Linked DNA regions of Capra hircus: region 2 is linked to region 1. Evidence: chromatin contacts called from public Hi-C data. All regions are on one chromosome and are shown on one strand. The core of a region is the stretch at or near the end of the contact, and the rest is flanking DNA. Distances in the headings are between cores, read along the strand shown. Region 1 has its middle 110 kb from the start of SOCS6. Region 2 overlaps RTTN (rotatin).

Region 1 (2,632 bases), core at 58-2,557:
ATGCCAAAAAAAGGCAGTTGACTGTAACAGCTGCAATTTTCCCGTAAAAGAGAAAAAGAGTTTAGCACAAACAGACAAGTAGTTACTGGGCCAAATGCCAGAGGTATGTCTGGATGCCCATGTTCAAGCGTGGCACAAATTACCTGCATCTGTTCCAGTGAGGCTCTCTCCGCGTCAGTACCTTCTCCTTCCGTTGTCTCTTTTCCAAGGAGCAGCCCAAGGACTCTTCAAGCCGCTTACTGTTGTAGGAACAAATCAGGATGATGGTTGCAAAGTGAAAATGAAAGTCGCTCAGTGTGTCCAACTCCTTTCGACCCCACGGGCTATACAGTCCATGGAATTCTCTAGGCCTGAATACTGGAGTGAGTAGCCTTTCCCTTCTTCAGGGGATCTTTCCAACCCAGGGGGCAAATCCAGGTCTCCTGCATTGCAGGCAGATTCTTTACCAGCTGAGCCACAAGGGAAGCCCAGGAATACTGGAGTGGGTAGCCTATCCCTTCTCCAGCGAATCTTTCCCACCCAGGAATTGAACTGTGGTCTTTTGCATTGCAGGCATATTCTTTACCAGCTGAGCCACCAGGGAAGCCAAAAGGGCCCTGCAAAAATAAAAAGTGTAACAAAATGCAAGATGGTGTTATAATCAGTTATAATTTCCTTTTATGATTCATGTGTTAAATTTTACCATAACTGTAGGCTTCAAGTAGATAGAAGTATCATACAATTATAATTATACATTTTATATTGGGTAATAGGATTACACGCTTATTGTGAGTACTCAATAACGAAATGAATGCTAAAATCTCCTTAAAATTATTATTATTATTTTTGCTCAGTCATGTCTGACTGACTGTAACCTGGTGGACTCCTCTATCCCTGGGAGTCTCCAGACAAGAATAGAGGAGTGGGTAGCCATTCCCTTCTCCAGGGGAATCTTCCTAACCCAAGGATTGAACCCAGGTATCCTGCATTGCAGGCATATTCTTTACCATCTGAGCTACCAAGGAAGCCCCATACTTATTTTGCTCTCATCCCAAGTCCTGAAATCTGACTTAGGACGGGGTCAAGGCATATGTATTTTCACAATTCTCTAGGTGATTCTGATGGGCACCCCAGCTTCCGAATCTCTGCACTGCTTTAATAAATATTAGATAAAGTGAAGTGAAATTGCTCAGTCATGTCTGACTCTTTGGGACCCCATGGACCCTCGTCCACTGGTGCCAGCACCCGTTGTGTGGGGTCCTTCCCGAGCCTAAGTCACTGCCTGCCTGGGGTCTCGGTAGCATCACTGAGGTCTCAGGACTGGGCCCCCAGGACACACAGGCTGTGCTGGGCGGTGCTATCCCATGACACAGGAAGCACGTGCACGGAACACGCACACGCCCCTCCAGGTCACGCTTCTCTGTTGGCTCCCCGAAGAGCTTCCTTGTGCTCCGGATGCCATCCCTAGATTTGTAAAATTAGCCGTTTCTGTCTTTAGTCCCCAGCCTTGAGGACCGCACCTGATGGAGGGTGTGTGTCGAAGAGACAGGAGAGGACCCAAGGTTAAGGGGATGAGAACCAGCGCTGAATGACCCCAGCAGCTCCAAGAGCAGTTCTCTCTTCTACGTATGAATCTCGGGTGTTTCTGTCACACCAAATTTACCTCTAATCTCCTCTCCCTTATTTTCTGACGCTGCCTATCAGAAAGGATGCTCCCCTGGGTCTGGCAGAAATGCTTGAATTCTAGCTGGACCACAACTTAGGGGCAGGCTGTGACCTCCTAAAGCCAATCCCAGAGTCCTTCATTTGCAATAGGAGGAACATCTTGCAGACCAGTAGTAGTGTAAGGCAAATGATAGCAAAGCCAGTTTTGTTTAACTGAACACATAGTCCACGTTTGCAGAGAGCTGTTGCAATGTTTATCTTTCACTCTTCATAAAAATATAATAATATAATATATATATTATATATAAATATACAATTATATAATAATACAATATATATATTATATATATAAATATATAATTATATAATAATACAATAAAATATAGTGGTTTGTTACAGAGTCAAAAAGTTCTGACCAGTCCTTGGAACACGATCCAGCCCCGGCGCTGGTCCATCAAGCAAATGTGTCATTAAAACCTTGTTTGTCAAAGCTGACCTTTCCCCAGGGGACTGCGCCCCGGGTCTGTGAATGCACCCACTTCAGACCTTGCTGGTCAAGCAAAATCTCTGTCCTTGTCCCTGGTTGATATAGAACAAACTTCAGGATGACGCTCCACTCATTCAGGATGAGGGATCGAGGTCAGGGAGGGGTTGGGGGGGGGGTGCTCCAGCTGCAGGTGAGCAGCAGAAACACCCCTGACCATGCAGATCAGAAACTCTCAAGAGTTTGGAATCAGGCTTAGCCGACAACATAATTAGCACTTCCTTGAGGGAGAGGAGAGAGAACTTTATTTTGGTCTGGTAACTCATTCATCTGGCTACCAGTCAAGTAAGATGCAAACATATGATTTCAAATAGCTATTTTTTTTTTCTCTCTTCCTTTTGAGATAATTTCAGCCTTACACAAAAGCTTACACAAAGAATACCCACACAGTCCTCAAGGAGATTCCCAACTATTGACATGTTAATCACGTTTGCTCCACCATTC
Region 2 (2,632 bases), core at 56-2,555, 180 kb after region 1:
AAAGATCAACTTCTAGAGTTTGGACCAAATAGGGGGATGCTATTAAGTGACTTCTGATGATGGCCATTCCAGGCCTGCAGTGAATTTTTTTGGAAAAACATGCTGAAGAGGTTGCATGCAGCTGGGGTTGGGCCCGAGTGGCATTGATCTCTCAGTTCTGCGTTGGTTGCTAAGGAAGGATATGGTCTTGGGGCGCGTGTGGGTGGTGAATGGTGGCTTGGAGCTGGACTGAGAGTGGTTTGGTTTCTTGGGGTGAGAGGTGAACAACTGCTGCCTTGCTGGGGAGGCAAGTGCTGTCAGAGAAGTTTAGGGGTGTGGTCTTCATGGGACAAGAGAGGAGTGCCAGCTTGATTCCCATCAAGTAGGGAAGAGCAGTAAGGAATCTAATGCCTAGAATTTAATTCTGAATCTACTATGATTTCCTCTGTTTTATTTCCTAATTCATTTAGCAGATTTCACTGACCTCATTTCATGGCATCGTGATGGTCCCTGGGCACACAGTGGTGGGCACTGTGATGTCCCTGCTCCTGAGGAGGGCCCAGGGGCCTGCAAAGTCGACAGGCAGTAACTGCAGCACAAATTCCGGGCACGTGAAAGAACACCTCACCCAGGCTTGCTCATTGGTTAGTGAGGAGAGCTGGGAAGGTTTCCCAGGGGACGATGTGTCAGCCGAGACCTGAAGGGTTCTGATAGGGTCATTATGCCGCCTGGTTCCGTAGAATCTGGCATGGATAAACATTTTTAAAAAATAAGGACTGTATTTTGTATATTTTGCAGCTCTTTAAGAAGTAGTAACCACACTGTAATCTGGAACTCCTGTGAACTGTTGAAAGATGTTATCATGCAAGATTTTCCTGCTGAGATATTCCTTCAAAGGCCAAAAATTGTTCAGGTGCGTTTCCTCTGTAATTATTTTAGATTTTGAAATAGGGGACTTTTTGCAGTGAAACACATTGTGCAAAGTAGGAGTCCTCGGGAGGCAAATGTACACTCTCATGTTTAGATAATGAACTGCCGGACTTTTCAGACCCATTATTCTCTAACTTACTTGGACAGAGGTTGTCCTCCTGATGGGAGGTGGTCTCATTTGGCACACTCAGTCCAGTTTGGCCACCTTGGCCTCACCATTGATGGGTCACTTGATGGGGAGGACAGACATGGGGCACTGACGTTGGGCGGCCGTGACCAGTCTGATCAGCGAGACTCGTATCACTCTGAGCATGTGGGTTCGAATGCGCAGTGCCGGCTGCTGTGGGAACGGCAGAGGTGAGCGGTGTGGCTGCCTTCTAGGCGCCAGGCTGCAGCCTGCCGCACACATGTGCAGCAGAGATGCTGGAGCCTGCGCTGGGCTGCAGCCTGTCCACAGCGTCCGGTCAGGCCCGGCACCCTTGCTCTGCAGTTACCAGGCTGAGATGGGTGCTGCGAGTGGCGGCTGTGAATACATGCTGTCCCAGCTCCAAGTGATAGCAGAGGAACAGCTGTTAATCATCAAAACATGCCAAATGATTTGGCTGTTTGATATGAAAAAGGCTTGCTGTACTTAAAAAAAAAATATTCTGTAACAATGTCTCGAATGTTGACTGTTTTCCTGTGTTCTTCGGGATAGGTACTCAACTAACAGTTCAGATATGAGAAACGCTGACTGTTCCTTTAAATTAGTTCTTCGACCCGTCTTCCAGCAGTACGCTGTCATTTTTACACATTTCTGCTGCTTCTCTCTTATAAATATTTGGCACCTTATTGTGATTTCTTTGATTGTCCATTTAACCTTGAGTAAGCTTTGTGTCCGTCTTTGCAGTCGAGCACTTTGTTCCCATGGTCGTTTTCCTCACTCTTCGTTTCAGAGCCTTTTATCTCTGTTGAAACTGGCCTTTGGAGGAGACGGGAAGCATCGTCTGGCATTACAGTCAGTGTCCTGCCTGCAGCAGCTGTGCACGTGTTTAAGAAACAGACTCAATTTCCACAGAGATCCAAGTTTCTTCTCTAATAAACAAGGTATTTCTGTTTGTTTATTCCTTGTGCACTGGTGGTGTTTGTAGATTCTTCCAAGAACTCCCCATTGTACTTACTGTCAGGCTTACTGTATGTGTACATTTTCACAGCGGAAATGCCCCATCCTGAGTGTTTATCAAATCAATCTTTGAAAACAGCGTGTTAATGACGGAAGAACTCATGAGCCCATCCTCTTTTTTTTCTTTAAACAGAATGAACTCATTAACTTTTAAAAAAAAATTTGTTTGTTTGGCTGTGTCTGGTCGTAGCTGTATTTCTGTTTGTTTGGCTGTGTCTGGTTGTAGCTGTATTTCTGTTTGGCTGTGTCTGGTTGTAGCTGTATTTGTTTGGCTGTGTCTGGTTGTAGCTGTATTTGTGTGTGTTGTTTGGCTGTGTCTGGTTGTAGCTGTATTTCTGTCTGTCTGTTTGGCTGTGTCTGGTCGTAGCTGTATTTCTGTTTGTTTGGCTGTGTCTGGTTGTAGCTGTATTTCTGTCTGTCTGTCTGGCTGTGTCTGGTCGTAGCTGTATTTCTGTTTGTTTGGCTGTGTCTGGTTGTAGCTTTATTTGTTTGGCTGTGTCTGGTTGTAGCTGTATTTTTGTCTGTTTGTTTGGCTGTGTCTGGTCGTAGCTGTATTTCTGT

The links. Hi-C and Micro-C count contacts between places; a contact is called where the count stands out from the background.
Region 2: a Hi-C map of liver shows a contact between it and region 1, with 5 times the contacts expected there. The contact joins two enhancer-like sites. A contact is called at or near these places in 2 of 5 Hi-C or Micro-C datasets (blood and liver).

The regions. Positions count from the first base shown.
Region 1 is chr24:7,057,079-7,059,710 of ARS1.2, forward strand. No RefSeq gene overlaps it. Among named protein-coding and RNA genes, the nearest start is that of SOCS6, 110 kb to the right of the region's middle. Within about 2 kb of position 1,308, at least 1 of the 5 cell types and tissues checked has an H3K27ac peak or open chromatin away from gene starts, as enhancers often do.
Region 2 is chr24:7,238,641-7,241,272 of ARS1.2, forward strand. RTTN (rotatin) reads left to right here. Exons shown (of 49, transcript XM_013974306.2): 6 at 778-892; 7 at 1,845-1,995. Among named protein-coding and RNA genes, the nearest start is that of RTTN, 7.8 kb to the left of the region's middle. Within about 2 kb of position 1,306, at least 1 of the 5 cell types and tissues checked has an H3K27ac peak or open chromatin away from gene starts, as enhancers often do.